Regions from separate parts of the Sus scrofa genome. Here region 1 is linked to region 2. A link is a contact called in public HiChIP or PLAC-seq data. All regions are on one chromosome and are shown on one strand. Each heading gives the region's core, a stretch centred on a gene start, on an enhancer-like site or on the middle of the called end of the contact. The rest is flanking DNA. Distances are from core to core; before and after follow the strand shown.

What was found. HiChIP or PLAC-seq counts read pairs in DNA pulled down with a chosen protein or histone mark.
Region 1: an H3K27ac HiChIP or PLAC-seq map of alveolar macrophages shows a contact between it and region 2. The contact joins two enhancer-like sites. A contact is called at or near these places in 2 of 47 Hi-C or Micro-C datasets (embryonic fibroblasts and epiblast stem cells) and 1 of 2 datasets of contacts at active chromatin or transcription factors (alveolar macrophages).

The regions. Positions count from the first base shown.
Region 1 is chr3:77,770,069-77,776,042 of Sscrofa11.1, reverse strand. The region is part of intron 1 of PELI1 (E3 ubiquitin-protein ligase pellino homolog 1); the gene reads right to left. Among named protein-coding and RNA genes, the nearest start is that of PELI1, 33 kb to the right of the region's middle. Within about 2 kb of position 1,307, at least 9 of the 83 cell types and tissues checked have an H3K27ac peak or open chromatin away from gene starts, as enhancers often do. A contact at or near this core is called in alveolar macrophages, where this site is marked.
Region 2 is chr3:77,636,024-77,641,798 of Sscrofa11.1, reverse strand. No RefSeq gene overlaps it. Among named protein-coding and RNA genes, the nearest start is that of PELI1, 100 kb to the left of the region's middle. Within about 2 kb of position 1,563, at least 4 of the 83 cell types and tissues checked have an H3K27ac peak or open chromatin away from gene starts, as enhancers often do. A contact at or near this core is called in alveolar macrophages, where this site is marked.

The sequences.
Region 1 (5,974 bases), core at 58-2,557, 130 kb before region 2:
TCATCCTGACGAGAATGCAATTAACATCTTTCCCAAAGACAGTATTTGTTCCTTTAAACTAGGGTTTCTCAACACTGGCACTACTGACATTTTGACAGGGATGGGGTGGCCATCTGGACACTGTAAGTTCAGCAGCATCCCTGGCCTTTATACACCATAGATGCCATAGCATCCCATGTTGAAAAATGTCTCACCTTCCCACCCCTACCCCCAACTTCCTCCCCACCCTTCACCCTAAGAACCTCTGCTCTAATCTCAAATTGAGGATGACCATTTTTTTAGTTCAGGAATTTCCCCTATTTTTGGTATAATGCTTGGTACATACAGTAAGGTATTTAATAAACATTTCCTTACCACCATAATCATACTGATGTCTTAAAAGGTTACTACCAAGCCTTATGATAAGGGAAGGCAAGGTAGCTAGTTTTAGTATTTTATTGGATTTGATAAGAGTGGCTGGGAATGAAAATGGGAGAACTATCATTTTACATTGATGGTAATTATTAATATTTTTTGCACTTGAATTATTTTAACATTGCAGCAACCTCTCTCAAGTGATGGAGGAAAGGGGCTGGAATTGGGGTGGCCAAAGAAGTAACTGTAAGGCCAGACAGTGCTGGGTAGCCTGACATTTAGAGAAAGGCTAATGTGTGGAGGCCAGATAAGGAAATATCTTTTTGACCTAGGGGGACCCATACCTAGAAAAACCAAAATCAGGCTTTGGAAAGCATGGAGCACTACTTTTAAATCCAAAGGGGTATCAATTTGAATCAGCCTGGGATTAAGGTCTCTCCTGTACTTGCACAGAACATTAATCAGTGAAGTGCTTTCACCTAAGATTATTTTATTTAACCCTCACAATAGCCTTGTGAATTAGATAGTAAAGTCTTATTAACTCCATTTTCCAGATAACAGAGGTTGTCAGTCAGAAAGGCCAATGACTGGTTCAAGACCAAAAAGATAGTATTTGGCAGAGCTAGAATTGAAACCCATATGTTAGTTAAATGTATATTAACTCATTTAATCTCAATCACAACTATAAAAGTACAATCATTTATTCCCATATTATAAATGGGAAAACTGATGCTCCTAGAAGTAGCCAGCTTTTCTGATACTACTAATCACACCCCAGACAAGATTGGGTGGGGCTGATTCCTAAATAAGAGACCCTATTATGGGACTATTCAGGAGAGGGGCTCAAAAGCAAAATAAACTCTAGACAAGTTACACTACACAGACTAGTAACAGCTATGCAAACATGACTAGGGCTTTTTGAGATTATTTGAACCTTTGTCACTTCCTCAGTGCTCACTGTATTTGTCAACCCTGTTTCCTGGTAGTGACCAACGATAAAAACATCAGTAAATGAAGTAGACTTTGCACACTTACTTTAAAAATGGAAGAGGAGAAAGGAAATCAAGGGGAAATGCAGGAAATTACACCAAGACAGATTTCTAGCACCATCAGGAAGGAAAAGGAAATAAAAAACAAAACAAAACAAAAAAAACCCCAACATGTATTATTAGAAATGAGTACAGACAGTCTAGGGACAGAAGGCTTGCATGCATTCTCAGAAAAGTGACAGACAAGAGAAAACTTCAGGGCAGTATTCCTGCCTAGGCAAGGAGGTCTAAATACAATCTTGCCACCCTACACCAAAATGATCACTTAATTTCCCACATTTAGAAAATGTATTTTAAAAGATACAACTAAGGATTCAAATATTTTTTATTATCTCTGCCCGAGCTTAGCTTATATTCAACCCATTTAGATCACCAAAGTTCTTAAAATGATAATACGCTTCTCAGAAAACAAGACCAGAAATTCCCCTAAGTTTAACCACTCAAGTTCCAAAAGAAAATTTTGCAGAAAGCAGCCAATTTGGCAGGATTAGATAGTTATTTGGAACATAAAACATCTGATAAAAGTACATTCAAGGGAAATTCTATAATTTTCTGAAGTCAGCATGCAACAATGGCAGGCAACTCATGCTTGTGCTACCCCTTTTCTCATGGTGTCCAACACTTCCTGGGTTAAGTCTCTGCGTCAAACACTTAACACGTATCAGCTGATTTAATCCCCAGAACAACTTTAGGAGGTAGGAACTATTATATTCATTGTTTAATAGAGAAGAAAAATCAAGACTACAACTCAAACTCTAGCTAGCACTCTGGAACTGCTGAAACAAATTGAGTTTAAAATTAAAAGGACACAGCGGGGGAGGGGGAGGAAAGAACTACAGTAGAAAACTAAACAACAAACAAGAAAATTCCCCAACTCTTTTCTGACTATAAGTATTGAGTGAGAGTTTATATAAATGCTATTGCCCTAATATGGGAATAAACTTCTATAATATTAACTAATCATTTAAATTTTCGTGGTAATTCAATGAATTTTAAAGCTTGGTTTAAGAGTCCCTTGCATAAAATTTAAACTTGAAAAAAATTAATGGATCTTCCCCAACTACTTTAAATGTATACCAACCTATGAAATTAAAAAATGTAATACAGAGTCCACATTCCACAGAAAGTATTGTGCAATAATTAGTTTCGACAGATATTCCCAGAAATTAGGGTTTTCTCTAGTTCTTATTTTTAATTAAAACACTGATCGAAATACATGCATTTAAAAAAGGTAAAAGGAGTTCCCATCGTAGCGCAGTGGTTAACGAATCTGACTAGGAACCATGAGGTTGCGGGTTCGGTCCCTGCCCTTGCTCAGTGGGTTAACGATCCAGCATGCCGTGAGCTGTGGTGCAGGTTGCAGACGCGGCTCGGATCCCGTGTTGCTGTGGCTCTGGTGTAGGCTGGTGGCTACGGCTCCGATTCGACCCCTAGTCTGGGAATCTCCATATGCTGCAGGAGCGGCCCAAGAAATAGCAAAAAGACAAAAAAAATAAAATAAAATAAAATTTAAAAAATTAAAAAGGTAACAACAAATAGTCTCAAAGTATCTCCCCCAAGATGTTTATTAATTATATTATTTTACTATAGTTATTAATTCTAAAGGGGAAAATAGTAACTTCTCAGTGGGAGAAACCTGACAAGACACCATCTTAACAGATCAAGGTTAATATTATCTGAAATAAAACATTGTGATATCATGTATTCTCTGATTATGATGCATCAAAGACACATCACTTCTGTGGGTTTGTTTTTTGGGTTTTTTTTTTTTTTTTGCCAAAAAATGCATAACCTTGATCTAATCAGGAGAACATATCAAAACAACCCAAATAGACAAACATTCTACAAAATAATGATCAATATTCAAAAGTGCCAAGGTCATCAAAGACAAAGACTGAGAAACTCCCCAATTGGGGGAGATTAAAGAGATGCAACAACTACATGGGATAAGGGATCAGGAATTGGATCCTTGAACAGAAAATTGACAGTGAAAAACTGGAATTTGAATACTGCCTACAGTTTAGTAATAGCATTGTATCAACATTAATTTCCTGGATATATCAATTATTAACATTAGCTGAAGCTGAGAAAAGGGTATATGTAAACTCACTGTATTACTTTTCCAATTTTTCTCTAAGGCTAAGATTACTTCAAAATAAAAAGTTAAAAAAAAAGAGACAATAATAATAGACAACAATTCTATAAATTTAATAAAATTTTAAAAATAAAAACCTTCAGTAAAAATTAATTCAAGATTCAAAGTTTGCCTCCTTTTAGCCTTCTCACCACCTACAGGTCCAAGATTTCTAGTTATACTGGTCCTGTCAAATTGCAGCATCTGGTCTCATGTTTTACTCTGATGTGAAAATGCTGATCCACAGCCTTTTTGATGAGGAAAGTTGCTACTAAACAAATGTGGCCACTCACAGACTGAGTGATATCTGAACCAATGTGATGCATCTAACACTGATCTGAATTTGGCAGAATCACGCTCTACAATTTTTTTCTTTTAAAAAAGTTACGACTGGAGTTCTCGTTGTGGCGCAGTGGTTAACAAATCTGACTAGGAACCATGAGGTTGTGGGTTCGAACCCTGGCCTTGTTCAGTGGGTTAAGGATCTGGCATTGCCATGAGCTGTGGTGTTGGTCACAGACGCGGCTCGGATCCCATGTTGCTGTGGCTGTGGTGTAGGCCGGTGGCTACAGCTCCAATTAGACCCCTAGCCTGGGAACCTCCATATGCCGCGGGAGCGGCCCTAGGAAAGACAAAAAGACAAAAAATAAATAAATAAATAAAGTTATGACATAAGGGAACTTTTGCTATTGAATGATCTAGGTGGTTTTATTAGAAAATGCTTTGTACATGGAATTATTTCATAGCTTTTGAATTAATGCTATATATTCAAACCTTTAAACAGTATTTTGAGTTCTTTCTACCTACACACAAAAATCCTGGTCTTAAAGAGTTTATAAAAGGGAATAAAAAAGGGAGCTGAGAGAAAGTTGGGAAGCAGTAGCCCTGGGTAATTTTGACACATTTCATTTAAAAAAAAATGAGGGAGTTCCCATTGTGGCTGGGCAGGTTAAGAACCCAACAGGGTGTCTGGAGGGATGCAGGTTTGATCCCTGGCCTTGCTCAGCAGGTTAAGGATCTGGCATTGCTGAAGCTCAGATCTGGCACTGCTGTGGCATAGGCCTGCAGCTGCAGCTCCCATCTGACCCCTAGCCTTGGGAACTTCCATATGCTGCACATGTGGCCATAAAAAGAAGAAAAAAAAAATCCTGAAAAGCCTGAAAGTCAAATACTTTCCTGAATTATTCACTAATTATTTCATTATGATAGTGTTTCCTTCAAACTAGAAGAGACACTTATGAAGGACTAAGCTATGACTGCCTAGGGCCAACCCTGAGAACTCTGGCCCATGACAGTCATGAGGCTCCCTCATGAATTCTCAAATCTACAAACCAGTTCTGTAGCAAACGATCTTCTTTGCTACAAAATGGGGACAATGTTTTCCACACTTCATGGGATTTTGTCACCAGAACTGAATGAGAACAACAAAGCTTCACTGAGATTTGTATGTTGGACCATCTGCTTGGTTCACTCACTAAATATAAGTCATAGAATTTTTTTTTTTTTCTTTTTCTTTTTTGGCTGCCCCATGGCATATGGAGTTCCTGGGCCAGAGATCAGATCCAAGCCTCAGTTGTGACCTATGCCAGAGCTGCGGCAATATCGGATCCTCTAATTCACTACACGTGTGCCCAGCTGGGGATCGAACCTGCTTCCTGGTGCTGCAGAGATGCCACCAAACCTTTTGCATCACAGCTGGAACTCCAGTCATGGGATTTTGAGTCTCTTAAAATTATTAGAACTTAAAATTATTAGAATTATTATTAGAGTTAAACCCATGATTTTCAAAGACCTAATGCAACATTAAAAAAATCAAGTACTTGTTAAATGTAGTTAGGCATACAAAGTTGGCTTTAGTAATACTTTGTTAATTTAATGATGTTGCTGCCTCATCACCTAAGACAATTATTTTCTCAGAGATGTTTCATATCTCAGTATCTAAACAAATGTTTATAATCTGTTCTTTGTAGATAACCTTGATATCATGTAAAAAGTTTTTCCATTGCTCATAATATATAACAGGCCCTGAAATATAATCAAAAGCCTCAAAGATTGCTATAATTAATTTCAAGGTTGAATGCTATATAAATGTGATTCTCAATAGTGGAAACAACTACATCTAAATCAAATAAGATTTAATATAAGTATTTCCTGCTCTTACAGGGAAGTTAAACTCTTTTATAGTTTCACAATTCCATTATATGCTTTATTAAAAAGGAATGGGAGGAGTTCCCACTGCGGCATTGTTTCTGTGGAGATGTGGATTCAATCCCCAGCCTAGCAGAGTGCATAGTGCATTAAGGATCCAGTGTTGCCACAGCTGTGGCGTAGGTTGCAGCTGTGGCTCAGGTTTAATCCCTGGCCCAGGAACTTCCACGCGCCATGCATATGGCCAAAAAAAGAAAAAAGAATGGGAAAAGAGAAATGTTGAAAATTC
Region 2 (5,775 bases), core at 314-2,813:
TGGCGTTGCCATGAGCTGTGGTGTAGGTTGCAGACGTGGCTCAGATCCCATGTTGCTGTGGCTCTGGCGTAGGCTGGTGGTTACAGCTCCGATTTGACCCCTAGCCTGGGAACCTCCACATGCCTCGGGAGCGGCCCAAAGAAATAGCAAAAAGACTAAATAAATAAATAAATAAATAAATAAAAATAAAGGTCATAATCTAAAAAAAAGGAAAAAGAGTTATGGAATAATACTTTCAATTTCATGAATGTATTTTTGAAGAAAAAGATGAAAACTTAGACTTACCTATTGATCTTTAATAGTAATGAATAGCAATTGCTATAGTTTCTGTTTTTGCAATTAACTTCTGCACATTTGTCAATGACTTTGTCAAACTCCTTTTTCTTCCCATATTCATGATGTGTTGATCCATCTTTGATCAAAGAACATTTTTCATTAATTTTAATTTCAGAAGCTCTCTTTCACCTGAAGTAACAGTTTAAATAAATAGGAAGAGTTTTCAACATAAGGATACATTTGGCAGAGATGCATAAAAATCCCATTTGACAATAAATGCCAGAAACTTTAAACACAATAAAAACTCCATGTGGTCACACAGAATGACAGAATTGAAGTAACTCAAGTTCTGTTTGTCTCTACCATCATTGTGCTATGACTGTTGATTTTGAATCAATTGTTTGAATTGAATTTGAAGGAATCTGAAGGACCAAAGAGGCTGATCACGTATGCTCAAAACAAGCTTTCTTATGCAGTTACTCTCAAAATAAATGCAGAGTTAATTCTCTGAATCAACTTTAACACAGAATATGTTTACTAAAGAAGAAGCAATAGAAAATGTGTTAAACTGCAGCTTACATTTATACTGTTAAAACTCAACAGCAATTGCAGCATTTTTTTTTTTTTTCTGGTGAGCGGTGAGCATTTTTTTACCGGCATTGTTTAGAATTGCTTGCCATGGTGATAATAGGAAGCAGACTGGATTTCTAGCTGGTTTTATTAGTTTTTAGGTCTTTTCCAGGCCAGGGACCCTTGGGTGGCCTGCCCCTGGGTGGACCACTCCTCCCGTCCCTGGCACCACACTGAGGTATAATTGCTTGTGCTGGATCCAAAGCATAATAAATGACAATAATGCATGGGGGTTGAAGGGATGATAGAGGCACAGAGAGGCTGTTGGTCAGCAAATACCTGGTACATTCTCTGATCCTGATACAATCAAGTGGATTTTTTTTTTCACTTCCTACTCTTAGAATAAAAGGGAAAAACAATCAAGCATCATTAGCTTAAATATCCTTCTTTCGCATAAAAACATTAGTGATTCCCACAGCTTTGCAGGCTACTTGTGTAGCTCTTATGTGGTCTGACATTTCTCCTCTGAACTTTTTCCCATTTTGTTCTACTCCGTGGCATTGGTTGTGACCCCTAATTTCATTTTGCACTGAACTCAGCACTGACTTTATCTTTACTAATAAAACATGTGACATGCTTTGCTGAGTCTTCAGAACTGGTTTAGTCATGAAGGCAGAGGCATTGGAGGTGTGAAGGTGCTGGAACCATTATGAGGGCTAAAATGATTGGTAAGGGAAGCAGGAAGGAAAAATAGCGGAAGTCATGACTTATCCTTCTAGGTTTGTTATGTATGACATTCCTCTTTTTTTCCCCCCTGTCACCGCATCAGACAGATATATTTAGATCCACTCTTGCATTAATAGATGGTTTTCTGGAAAGGGTGATTTAAAAGCACTGAACTTCTAACATTAGTTCTGTATACTCTTTTAGGTTAAATATTGTTTGCTCTGCACAAGCTTCTGGAAAGCAGCTATCTCTGGAGTGTAGGTACCTCTGGGAGAAGTAGCACATCAAGTCTAACACTTTAGCATAAATGAGTGCTTTCGATTGCTTTCTCTGTTAACTATTAGCAGGATGGGGATTCTGGGAAAATAAAAAGTCATGGAGACACGTCTCAACTCTGCCCGGCACAACCCTGAATGTGTATGTTTGCTTTAAGGAATTCCAATTTGCTCTCTGAGGATAAACAACAAAAAGATCCACCCTGTTGATAAGAGGTCTGAAGGAAATTCATAGCTAAAGAATAACATGTTTGGGAGTTCCCTTGTGGCTCAGTGGGTTAAAGATCCGTGTCACTCCTGTGGCTCTGTTACTGCAGTGGTGTGGGTTCAATCCCTGGCCTGGGATATTCTGCATGCCTTGGGTGTGGCCAAAAATAAATAAATACATAAAACAACAACATGTTTTAATTTAATTTTTCTCCCAAGAACCGGAATATCCTCCTAACCTACAACACAGCCCCCACTTTGCCCCCAGAGTGCCAGAGGCACCGTGCCATCATTTGTATCTCATTTTTATTCTACTCGAATATGTCTAGAGAGAGGGTCCTTTGAGATTTCTTCTTGGCTCTGCTTCAGACTCTATAATAGCAATGGATCCATGCTTCTTAATCCTGCAAGGGCAGGTGGCAGCAAGCCAAAGTGGGCTCCAAGGAGTGTGTTTGTAGGAGTGGCACTTTCAGCTTGCATTAAAAAATCAGGAGCCAGCCAGGACAAAAGCCTGGACTGACAGCATGCCCCTAAGAAGGGTGCCTGCACTAAGCTTTAAAAAAAAAAAAAAGGAAGAAAGAAAAGCATTTTATTTTCTATTGACTTGAGCTAATGTTATGGGCCAGCTTTTGTTCCTAGAAGCATTGCGTGTGTGTGCACATGTGCACATGCACATGCATACAACTACTTGATCACACAGCTGCTACCTGAAAAATCACATAGGCAAGTTATAGAGATGATGCTAGAAAGTGTTAAAAAGGCAGCTGAAAGGATGCCCACCAAGGTTATCAAGAGGAAATGGGGTAACCTTGACCTTGTTAATACTTTGTCTCCTCTTAAGGTTTAAAAATATATTTATGTCAATATATAACCCAAGAATGTTTATTAATTGCTTACTAGAGGTGGTTCTATTCATAATATGTATTTATTCTAAACACAAGTTGTTAATAGGAAGCATGAAAACTTCTCTATATGGAATGGGATTCTTTATTCAGAGTTTAGAACCACATTATATAAAGTACTACACAAATTCACACTTCCTTTCATGAGCCATCATCCTTCAGTATACATAGATATATTCCCAGGAATGTATGTATAACATATTTTCAAATAAAATCATATTTTGATTGCTCTAAGAAATGAAAATTCCTGTGGCAAAACTCTCCCTTCTGAAAAGTATGAGTTAGGAATGAGAAAGTCATTGGCCCGGTCGTTTTCCCTCTGTGGGAAGTTTTCTCATCTACAAAATTGGAGGGTGAGTGCAACAAATAGTTTCTAACACTCCTTCCTAGCTTTATCCTTCTCAGTTCCCAAACTGTTTTTAATGTCAAAAATCACCTCATAATTTGTCTATCATCTTTTTAAATCTGGGATTTTGACCCTGGGCTGCCTTAATGAAGAAGAGGTCACCTGTCTGAATTCATTATTCCTTTCTATTATGCTTTTGGGATGAAGCTGAATGGGTGATAAGTGAGGAGGTTATAAAAGCACACACAGATCAACAGGAAGACAGGGACAGGAAGAGGGGTAGCAAGACACGTCAGCATTTTCCCCCCAGACAGCTTGAAAGCAAAAGCGGAGGTCCCGTTGTTTGCTCACAGCTTTTGTACACTGACCTGTCAGCTCGGGACACCCGGCCACAGCAGAGGAGCATTTCCTGGACCCCAGCAGGCCTCGCATGCAAGCAGTTTCCCTGCAGGTGTCTGCAGGAGAGAAAAGTCTGGGAACTGTATGAATTAGAGGAAGTGAACCTTAGGCAGGACTCCCCACCCACGACGTTTACCCTGTTTGACTATTTCTTGAAATTCTCCCCATACCAAAAAATGCCTTGAAAGAGGTTTTTTTTTCCTTTTTTTTTTTTTTCCTTAGAATTTCCATTGTGTGAAATTAAAAGCCTATGCCTTGGTGATAGTAAAAATTAGGTACTTTTGTGCCATTAGTGTCTTTTTGGTGGTCTAAAGCCAGTTCTTCTGGAAAGGGCCTATTGGCCAAGAATATTTATTAACATTTTGAAGGAAACTGACAGCAAAATATGATGTGCCTCGAAACCACACAGATTACTCAATTTGTAGATATATAACCACACCATTGACAGAAAAGAATAACTTGATTTACACTTAACAGCCATTTTCTGAGCACCTCCTCTTTATCCAGCAGTGTGTGAGGAATGAAGAAATCAAACCGGAGTTCCCGTCGTGGCGCAGTGGTTAACGAATCTGACTAGGAACCATGAGGTTGCGGGTTCGATTCCTGGCCTTGCTCAGTGGGTTAACCATCCGGCGTTGCCGTGAGCTGTGGTGTAGGTTGCAGATGCGGCTCGAATCCCACGTTGCTGTGGCTCTGGTGTAGGCTGGCAGCTACAGCTCCGATTCGACCCCTAGCCTGGGAACCTCCATATGCCGCAGGAGCGGCCCAAGAAATGGCAAAAAGACAAAAAAAAAAAAAAAAAAAAAAAAAATCAAACCTTCGTTGCTGTATGTTAATATTCCCGGATATTCCCCACGTATGGACTGAACGTTTGTGCCCTCCCACAATTCAGATGTTGAAACCCTACCCCCACAATGTGATAGTACTAGGAGGTGGGGCCTTGGGAGGTAAGTAGGATTCCATGAGATCATTTGGATAGAGCCCTCATGAATGGAATTAGCACTTTCCTAAGAGTCATGAGAAAGCTTGCTTCCTCTCTCTGCTCACCGCCATATGAGGTGACAAGGAAAAGTCCAGAGTCTGCAACCCAGAAAAGGACCCTGACCAGAGTCCGACCATGGTAGCATCCTGATCTCAGACTCTCAGGCTTCAGAACTGTGAGAAATAAATTTCTATTGTTTATAGACATCCCAGTCTATGTACTTTGTAATAGCAGCCTCAACTAAGACAGCCAGTTAGTGTCAATATTTTTTAGAATCGCATATTTATCTATTTTGCCTACTTAGGGTTTTGTGATGTGCAATAACACATCAATAAATTCCAGTTTATCTTTGGTTGGTTATAAAGCAGCAACTTTGCCAAAACTCTCTATTCTGCATTTTGACCCTATGCCAGTCAGTGACTTCCCAGTGTTTTCTAATATAGTCTGTAACTGCTGGATTAGAACACTACTGGCTCGTCTGTCCTACAGTTTTAGCACAATTATTATGGCACCTACTATCACCACAGGAAGGGGAGTAGCGTTTACTCTCCCATGGGTGACTCTAGCCTGTTTATACATAATATCAAAAGGCTCTTTTTTGTAAAACAACTTTACAAAACAATAACCCTCTTATAAACTGTTTTAACAAACACGTCATCAGAAAACATACTTTGGCTATATTTTACCTATATAATCTTGGCTGAACAGATGCAGGTAAATACCACAAAGGTATAATCTAACTTAAAGTAGGATACACACCTGAAAACAGTAGAATATCAAAGGTGTCTAGATACTTCATTATATGTCAAAAGTTGGTAGTGAGGGATGAAGAGCCACTATCTGCACCATGTACCATTATGTCATGAAAAGGATAACTATACCTTAAATACTGAAAATCCAAATCATCTGAATATAGAAGAACACAGAGCTTTAAAGGGAAGGGTGTAGAAAAGGTGCTGGGAAGTTGTTGAAACATACTCACTTGCTCAACCATTTTTATGTGGACCATGATGCTAGTAGTTATCAAAACAAGAGTAGAAATGATTTCAGCGCCCCCTTTGGCACATTGTATAAATGCAAGCCAGGAAACCT